Regions from separate parts of the Mus musculus genome. Here region 2 is linked to region 1. Evidence: chromatin contacts called from public HiChIP or PLAC-seq data. All regions are on one chromosome and are shown on one strand. Each heading gives the region's core, a stretch centred on a gene start, on an enhancer-like site or on the middle of the called end of the contact. The rest is flanking DNA. Distances are from core to core; before and after follow the strand shown. Region 1 has its middle 11 kb from the start of Gm38509. Region 2 overlaps Sox2ot (SOX2 overlapping transcript (non-protein coding)).

What was found. HiChIP or PLAC-seq counts read pairs in DNA pulled down with a chosen protein or histone mark.
Region 2: a contact with region 1 is called in an H3K27ac HiChIP or PLAC-seq map of embryonic stem cells, with 20 read pairs. The contact joins two enhancer-like sites. A contact is called at or near these places in 1 of 39 promoter capture datasets (embryonic stem cells), 2 of 15 datasets of contacts at CTCF or cohesin (both in embryonic stem cells), 74 of 484 Hi-C or Micro-C datasets (bladder smooth muscle, cortical neurons, differentiating embryonic stem cells and 9 more), 22 of 115 datasets of contacts at active chromatin or transcription factors (embryonic stem cells, epiblast stem cells, expanded potential stem cells and 1 more) and 2 of 9 other capture datasets (adipose tissue and embryonic stem cells).

Annotation. Positions count from the first base shown.
Region 1 is chr3:34,758,420-34,763,395 of GRCm38.p6, forward strand. No RefSeq gene overlaps it. Among named protein-coding and RNA genes, the nearest start is that of Gm38509, 11 kb to the right of the region's middle. RefSeq lists enhancers at 1-3,984, 1-766, 2,604-4,116. Within about 2 kb of position 2,887, at least 14 of the 459 cell types and tissues checked have an H3K27ac peak or open chromatin away from gene starts, as enhancers often do. A contact at or near this core is called in differentiating embryonic stem cells, embryonic stem cells and trophoblast stem cells, where this site is marked.
Region 2 is chr3:34,662,649-34,667,151 of GRCm38.p6, forward strand. The region is part of intron 4 of Sox2ot (SOX2 overlapping transcript (non-protein coding)); the gene reads left to right. Among named protein-coding and RNA genes, the nearest start is that of Sox2, 15 kb to the left of the region's middle. Within about 2 kb of position 1,778, at least 82 of the 459 cell types and tissues checked have an H3K27ac peak or open chromatin away from gene starts, as enhancers often do. A contact at or near this core is called in differentiating embryonic stem cells, embryonic stem cells and trophoblast stem cells, where this site is marked.

The sequences.
Region 1 (4,976 bases), core at 1,637-4,136:
TCACTTTGTAAACCAGTAAACCCAGCTGGCTCCAAACTCACAAAAATCTGTCTGCTTCTGCCTCCTAAGTGCTGGGATTCAAAATGTGCACCACCATGTCCATCTCTTAGACATTTTATAAAGACTTTAAAATGCATACACATATGTATTCAAGGATTTTTTTTTTAAAAGTTTTTCAAAACAGGGTTTCTCTGTGTAGCCCTGGCTGTCCTGGAACTCACTCTGTAGACCAGGCTGGCCTGGAACTCAGAAATCCTCCTGCCTCTGCCTCCCAAGTGCTGGGATTAAAAGTGTGTGCCACCACGCCCGGCTGTATTCAAGTTTTTAATCCTTTAAAATGACTTGTGGTGTATGTGTGTGGGTGGATGGACATGTGTGAACCATGACACTTGAGATCTGAGGACAACTTGCTGGGGTCCTTGTCACCACCTTGTTCGTGGTGATAGAATTCTTATCATCTGTCTCCTAGGCAAGCATACTTACTACCCACTAGGCTATTTTGCCAACCATGAAATGAAGATGTTAATTAAGGTTGTTGATACATTTTGTTTTGTTTTGTTTTCAAACACTTCTCTCTCTGTAGCTCAGGCTGTCCTGGAACTCACCAGGCTGGCCCCAAACTCAAAACAATCAGCTTCCAGAGTCGGGATTACAGGTTTGAGCCATAGCATCTGGCCAAGGAATGATACATTGAACTAAGATCATTTAGGTATATATTTGATCACGAGAAGAACTATTATTAACAATAAAGACCATTCATGCCAGGGGAACCTTGACAATCAGGAGTTTGAGATCATTCACAAAATACTTTATTCCATCTACTGGATTGATTTTTTGGGGGTGTTTTCAAGACAGGGTTTCTCTGTGCATCCCGGCCTGTCCTGGAACTCAATCTGTAGACTAGCATGGCCTCAATTATTTAATATCCAGTGCTGGAATTAAAGGTGTGTGTCACCATGACCCGTCCCATCCACTGTATTAAGGGCTTTACTGGCCTTGAGCTCACTATTGAAGCCCAGCCTACCTCGAACTCACGGTAATCCTCTTGCTCCATCTTCTTGAGTACTGGGATGACAAGCAAGCACTACCATATCCAAGATTGTTTTCACTCACTCACTCATTCGTTCATTCATTCATTAATTCGTTCAACAGATACATATTTACTGGACACAGTACTGAACAGGGTTGGGAGGGTAAAGTGGTAAGAGAGACTGACAGCGTGTGAGGAGTACTGCGAATGTATTCTGCCAGGTGAGCCCATGCCATGAACTGTGGTTCTGGGGGTTAACCCAAGGCCTCCAGCGTGCTAAGCCAACACACCACCAGTGAGTGGCATCCCCATTCGTTATATAAGTTTCTTGCTGTGTAAGGCAGGGTCTCAATAAGTGGTTCGTGCAGGCCCGGGGTTTCCTGATCTCTTGCCCAAGTGGCTGCTGTGCCCAGCATGTGGGCCCAATTTATTTTCCTACTTTTTCCAGGATGCGCAGATGCAGGAACTATCTTTGGTGTTTCTGTCTTTCTGCCTGCTCACCGCAGTTTCCGCTAACAAAACAAGCCTTTGTGCACTTTGTTTGCAGTGTTGAGAACTGATCACAGGGACGTGGGAGAACCCCTCCCTGGAGCCGCGCGCGGCGACCCTTTCTGTGGATCTGGCTTACTGAGGCTCAGTCCGCTTTGCCACACCGCCTCCTGCTGGCGGCTAGTTGACCTGCCGCGCTTTTTCTTCTGTGCGTCAGATACTTCACCAGGCCTGAGGGTCTTCTCTTTTCTTTTGAAATAGGGCTCAAGGAACCCAGGCAGACTGCAAACTCACTAAGTGGCCCGAAGCTGACTTTGAACTCATGATCTTCTTGCATCCATTTTCGTGGAGCTGGGGTTGCCCATGCATACCACCACACCCAGCTTTCCGAGCCAGATGAGGAGGGGGCTGCATTCTCAGACAACTCTCAGTGGCTAGCTTGCCCTTTGACAAAACTTTGCTAGGAATTTACCACCCCTACCCCCCCTCCCCAGACTCTCCCTTTGTAGCTCCTCTCTTCCCTTCTCTCTCACTTGGCTCCCTGCTCATTTGACTGACAGCTTGGGCAAAGACTCCTCTCCTGCTGAGCTGAGACCCTGAAGAGAATTCCACTAACACGTAAACAAGGTCTTGGCTGACCTTGAACTCACTATGTAGACCCTGCAGGTCTCCTATTCTGACTTCTAAATTCCGGGATTAAAGGCATCACCACGCCTAGTCATTGATATGTCTTATTATTTATTTTATGAGTATGAATATTTTGCCTGTTTGTATGTCTGTGCACCATGTGCATGCCTGGTGCTAATGGAGGCCAGAGGAGGGCATCAGGCCCTCTGGAGCTAGAGTTACAGATGGTTGTGAGCCTCTATGCACATGCTGGGACCAGAACCCAGGTCCTCTGCAAGAGCAGCCAGTGCTCTTAACCACTGAGCCATCTTTTCAACTCCTCAATTTCCATCTTAAATTTTATTTTGTGCTGGGCTAGCCTTGGCTGTATAATAAGACCCAGTTTCAATAAGCAATAAGGTTCATTTTATGTGTGTCTTAGAGGCTTGTATATCACACTGCTTAATCTTTTATTTTGGTGGGGTACAGGACATTGAAATTGAGAGAGGGTTTCTTGTAACTGCAGCTGGTCTCGAACCTGTTTCGTAGCTAAGGCCTCGGATTCCTGATGCTCCTGCCTCAGCCCCCTGAGTGCTATAAAGGTGGGACATACAATTTAATCTTTACTGTGGCCCTTCAAAGTTGGCACCCTGGGATGGTTTAGAAGATGAGATGAAAGGCAGGGAGTTGCAGTCCCTCCGCTCCACCCCTACCGGAAGGCTGCCTTCAACCACCAGGTTATCTCTGGCTTCAAGGTGACCCTGACTGGAAGCAAGACCTAGCTGACTACCTTGGGGCTGTGCTTGGTTTGGTAGAGATTTCTACCCTTCAGGTGTGAGGGAAACCTCAACCTCGTTAATAGAAGAATTTAAGAATGACTCAAATGGAAGGTGGAGGACAATTAGGGTTTAAAAAAAGAACCTGGGATGGGCCAGTTGTAAACCCCCTGGAGCTGCCTAGAGGAAGGAGCTGGAGGAGAGCTTAGAAAACAAAGGGGGAGGTCATGGAAACAGACGGGGAGGTCAGACACCTGATCTGCAAGCAGCCCCAGAGCCAAAGGGAGGGCATGGGGATGAGTGACTAGGATCCTTTCTTCCTTCCTTCCTTCCTTCCTTCCTTCCTTCCTTCCTTCCTTCCTTCCTTCCGTCCGTCCCTCCTTCTTTCCTTCGGTCCTTCCTTCCTTCTTCCCTTCCTTTCTTTTTTTTTAAAGAATAGTTTTTGTATATTTTATATGAAATGGTATTTTGCCTGCATGTCTATATGAAGGCATCAAATTCTCTGGATCTGGAGTTACAGACAGTTGTGAACCTCCACGTGGGTGCTGGGAATTGAACCCAGATCCTCTTTTTTTTTTTTTTTTTTTGAGACAGGGTTTCTCTGTGTAGCCCTGGCTGTCCTGGAACTCACACTGTAGACCAGGCCTCAGAAATCTGCCTGTCTCTGCCTCCTGAGTGCTGGGATTAAAGGCGTGCGCCACTACGCCCTGCCCTAGGATGCTTCCTTAAAAGATAGAAAAAAGAAGAAAAAAAAAAAAAAAAAAAAAAAAGAAAAGTCACAAATGACCAGACTTAGAACCCTCTATGGCTGTAAGCTGCTGCATTAGGGGCAAGGATTCTGGGAAGGTACAAGTTTAATATCTCATTGAAGAACTAAATATTCTGTGCAGGGCAATAGTGGCTTAAGCCTTTAATCCCGGCACTCAGGAGGCAGAGACAAGTAGATCTCTGGCCTACAGAGTGTTCGAGAACAGTCAGGGATGCACAGAGAAACCGTCTCAAAAGACAAATACAATAACCAAGACCAAAACCAACAACCAAACCAAACCAAACCAAACACAAATGCCAAAACAAAAGGCTAAAATATTCCTCCTAACTCTTAGCATTGCTCAAAGTGTGCCTGCTGTCCTAGGGGCAGGCCCTGGGCCAGATTCACCCCGTTTAAGCAGAATATATGTCAGGTCTCCATGTGGGCCAGAGATTTTGCAGATGAGGTATTTTTGACACTAACAGTATAGTACCAGACTGTCATCTCAGCACTTAGGAGGCTGAGGCAGGAGGATTGCAATGAGTTCCAGGTTAGTTCTCTTCAGCAAGACCCTGATTTAAAACCAAAACAAGGCCAAGGTTGAGCTCTAGTTGGCAGAATGCTCATCAGGTAGTTCTTGGAGGCTTTGAATCTGGAATCCCCTAGCCCCAGCCTTCTAGGAGCTAGATTACAAGCAAGTGCTGTTTCTATTAAATACCATGTTTTGGGTTTGGGGAGATGGGCCAGTGGTCAAGAGTGCTTGCTTCTCCTTCAGTGGACCAGACAGACTTCAGTTCCCAGCATCCAGGTTGGGTGGTCCACAGCCCCCTAACATTCCAGCTTCAGGGGAATCTGATACCCTCTGGCCTCTGTGGGCACCTATACACACACACACACATGCACACACACACAAGCTGTCTCTCTCTCTCTCACACACACACAAGCTATGTCACACACACACACACATACACACATGCTGTCTCTCTCACACACACACAGTCTCTCTCTCACACACACACATAAGCTATGTTTCACACACACACATACACACATGCTGTCTCTCTCTCTCTCACACACACACACACACACACATGCTCTCTCTCTCTCTCTCTCTCTCTCTCTCTCTCTCACACACACACACACACACACACACACACACACACACACACACATATACACGCTGTGTGTGGTAGAACGTGTCTTTAGTCTCAGCATTCGGGAGACAAAGGCAGGCAATGTGCCTGAGTTCAAGGCCAATCCAGTCTGTATAATGAATCCCAGGCTGGCCAGAGCTACACAGTGAGCCTTTGTCTCAAAATAATTAATT
Region 2 (4,503 bases), core at 528-3,027, 97 kb before region 1:
CCTGGGAAAAGCTGAGAGTACCCAGAGACCCTCTCACAAGAAAGACCACTCATGGAAGGAAGGTGTCCCCGCTGCTAGAAAGATAGCCTCATCACCCTTGTCCCCAAAGGCCCAGTTCTAAAGGCATCCACCGCTGCTTCTGCTGTGGTCACAAGACCGCGGACGCTAGGGTCTTCTGAGTGGCAAGTCCCAGCCTTTGGAATTCGGGTCAGAGGAGAGAGACTCGCAGCCTGTGGAGGTTTTGTTTTTGTGTGTGCCCGCCTCTCCATTTTAGTCAACTAATACTGCCTGTCGGGGAAAAGGAACAATTCGCTCCCACCCACCCCTCCGCGCCTTTCTAAGATAAACAGGAGGTGCGAAACGCTTCTGAGCACACGCGCCCCGGGGCCCTCCTCCCACTCTGTGCGCCAACCGAGCATCTGTCCCCGCGTCCCCGAACCAGACCTGGGTGACAACTGCCGGTATTTCAAAACCGTCCCACTGACCGTCAACCATATTTACAATCCCCCACCCCCCAAATCGAGTCACTTCTCTGCCCACTCTCTCCTTTTCTGAGAACTTAAAAGAAGTGGAAAACGTTGAGGAATTGAGAGTGGACTTTCAAAAACGAATCTTTGCCCACCGAAACACGCACTCGCACTTTTTAAAAAGTAGTATTTCAGCACAAGGAGGACATTTGGAAACTTTCTCTTAACAGGAGTCGGGCACATTGCTATTCTTGTGTGTTGGTCGTCTGGCCTCCCCACCCGCGGCGGACAATACCCGCATTGAGACGCGGTGGCCTGCGGGCAGCGGGAAGCTTGGGACTGCGCAGCCTCCTCCAAGGGGCCCGCAGCTACGGGAGCACTAGGATGGGAGCCGGGGCGGGGAGGTCGGTCGCCGGAAGGACAGCCATTAGAAGTATCATTTTTGCCTAAAGCCTTATACTACGCCTCGCTTTGAGGACTTAGATACAGGGTTGTATAAAGACTTAGAGAGTAGGAAGACCGACTCAACTGAGGACGAGTTTCGCATTTTGTTTCATTTTAATTGTCACCCCACCCCCCCGCACGCACGATTTTATTTAGACACTGAATTTTGCACCCCAGGCGGTCCAACCCCACAGACTTCACTCCTAGGCACCTCGTCTTTTGTTAATATCTCAACCTCGGGCTCTGACGCTAAGCAGGCTTCCGCCTTGGTGCCAATTTTTGTCTCACCCGAGCCCTGGTACACTGCAATCTCGCGCTGGGAGTACGGCACCGCAGAGGGCGGGGGGAGCCCAGGTCAGAGACTCGGGAACATTCTTTTCTAAGCTCGATTGTTTTCTCCCTCAGAGCACACCAGCACCCAGGGCCTTTGCAGAAGAACCTCGAGGTCAGCAGAGGCCCTCGGAAGGGCGCCACAGTGGCTGAAGCTGGCGTCTTAGGGTTTAAAACGTGCACCCCGCCGAGTGTTGGGACCACGTGCTGCGCCTTCGAAAGGTGACGGCGGCCCCGCTGCAGTCCCGGGCGGCGGGAGATGGCGCAGGGAACGCCGCAGCCCCCGGTGGCGGCAGGGGCGGGTGCTGTGTGGCAGAACTGGCCTCGGCGCTGAGTGCAGAGAATTATCTGGAGCGTGCTTGATCTGGGGCTGCGTAGTCAGCGTAGTCAGCTTCTGCTTTATTTGTTTGTTTGTAATCTCATATTTAGCAAGCCAGGACGGTGGCAGCGAGGGAGAAAGGAAGGGATGGAGGAGGGGGCTTCGCGCTAACCACACCCCTTCCTAATGAGTTAATTTCCATATTTGCGTCTCCCGCTTCTAGCGCCCTCTCTTTCCGGGCGCCTCCGTGCAGTTGCGTCTTGCGCAGCTCAGACACTCTCCACTTAGGAATGAAACAAAAAAGCCCCGGGTAAGAGCAGAAAATTGGTCTATTGATAACATTCGCTCCGAGTGTTGATCTTGGCATTGCGGGCAGCCGGTTAGTCTCCACCCCACTCCCCAAATGGGTCACACAGGGATTGCAGAGGGCTTGCGGACTTACTAGCTGACTGCAGACAGACGTTGACGTCCCTCCCGCCTCCAACTGTCCGACCCTCGCATCGTCTTTTCTCACAACTTCACATTTTTTTGTCCCTCAGGGTAAAAACAGTGGAAACCTAGCCAACGCAGAAAAGGAGGGGAAATAATCTCAAACAAATGAATCAAAAGCGAAAGTTTCAAACTAGAGTCGGACTGGGGCAGGGGCGGGGGGAGATAAAGTTTTGTACTAGAAAAGGAGTGCTGGTCGAAGCTGGAAACAGGCTCTAGGGTGGACACCTGTGGGAATAGATTAAGGAAAGCTACGAACTGGTATTGCCATCCAACAAAAAGTTGTGGCAAAGACAGTGAAAGGAGTTTTGGAGACACAGGAACTCAAAGGCAAGCCACGAATCAGGACTTCTATCTCGGTTGTCTCTGCTTGGATGAAGGCTCTGTTCAAAAAAGTCCATGCAAGAAACAGACCTTCCCAGTTGCTCACCGCCCCTGTCCCTCCCCACCTTGGTGGCTTCAACTCCTCTCTGGCTGCAGTGTCTAAACAGCTCTCTGGTCAAAATAAACTGTCCCAAGAAACTTTCCAAACTGGGGAGCAACTTAGGCAGTTAGGCAGGGAGCTTTAATCAAGATTTGTAGCTCTGCGAGGGGCAGCGACAGCAAACATCCCGCAGGTGTACGCCGTAACTCCACCATCCGGACTCCAATGTAGATTACTCTGGCCGCGTTTGATCGGCTCTTTGAAAGCCTTTAACAATTGCCTGTGACGAACGACCGGGCTCAGTGTTTTCTGAATAATGCCTTGAGCGTAAGTCCTCGGGGTCTTTAAAGAGCTCCAGTTTGAGAGTGCTAGAGGGTGTGTGTGTGTGTGTGTGTGTGCTGTTTTCGGTTTTGCTTTGAAGGAGAAAGGGGGGGAACTAGTTCGGTTTAGCTTGTACCTCGTCAACTTTTAGCTGCTAACAGGTATCACTCAAGTCAGTCAAACGCTTGATCCCTGTCACCTTTGCTTGCTGTCTTCCAGAAGCTGTGTATGGCATATTGTCTGTGTCAAGAACATTGCTTTTCCTTTTAATAATGCATTGTGTATATGTGTATGTACATATTGTATTGTGTTGTGTTAATGAAATGACACAGTTACTAATTTTCTGTCTTGTCAGTTACAACTGCACTTCCTGCTCTGTTGAGGTAGTTAGAACAAACACTATTATTATTACCACTTTAATACTGTCCTAGTATCTTCGCTGCTCTTTCTAAACTGTATCTATTCAGTAAGAGTTGGATTCGAACGTCAACGTTTTCCAAAGTAAAACCCGTAGTTTGCCACAACCCCTTCCAACACCTAGGCACCAAAACCCAACACCAAATTTTTTTTTAAAAGGAGCTGCTTCCAAACCTGTCTTGTTTGCCTACCGTGTTTACATAAGGGGAGGGAGGCAAACTTTTGTCTGAAACTTACACTAAGCAGAACTTCCATTTCTTAGAGTGTCAACAGTTGCAGGGCTTATCACACCAGTGTGAGGGGCACACATCTGAATTGAAGGCCCACTCCTGCCACTTCAGAGCACGAAGGGCTACCTGTGAATGACTGTTAAGTTTGCCTACTGGAAAAGTTTTTTTCTGTACTAAATCACACTGAAAGATGGGCAACGCCACTGTTTATTATCCAATTCTGGACAAGATCAGACCCCCAGTACCTAGGGGCTCCTAGCTCTGGCCAGCAGGGGGGATGGAGGGGCTCTTCACAGCAGCCCCCTAGCTCTGGCCAGCAGGGGGATGGGGGGGGCTCTTCACAGCAGCCCCCTTTGTTCTCCTGAGCTCCTCTCTGATTTCAAGCTTCACTCGCCTGCCCCCCCCCCAAGTTTGTGTGTTAATGACGCTATTACCATCTGGCTTGCCCTACTTTCCAAAAGATATAAATCTCCCAGCTTGACTGCCCACATTATCATTTAAGTGCCACCATAGCCAGAAGGAAAAGATGCTTTCAAGGCTCAGATTCTTGTGCTCAGACTGCCCTGGCACTACTCCTGTGCTATATGTACTATAGACTGCACATTGAGGGCAAGACTACGCCTCAGAGAGGGCACATCCCCCAAACCAAAGAAGACTTGTTACCTGGTAGAAGAGACTCCAAATGATTTCCCTCTAAAACTATTTTTTATTTTATCCAGATGCGCCAACGTCTTTTTTGTGCTTGAACACTTCTCTCAATGCCCTCCTCTTGGGCTAGTAAAAGTGTCAGCAAGACTTCCAGGCATTCTGAGCAATGTGGCCCTCTGTGGCCTTCCTTTTCAACAGGAGAATAGATTGTCTTTCTCTGTGGGAATGGGGGCAAGTGAAAGAGAGGTGAAAAGATGGCTTTTGGGAGCTGGATAGCCCGGTCAATCTCCCACTTTTAATGGCGCCTGTATGGGTGTCTGTGTGCTCTTCATGTGACTTACACACTCCTAGCTGCATGCCTGGATCCTCCTCTGTCTTTCCTGGGCATAGTCATTGGTAGGTTTTTGCTTTTTG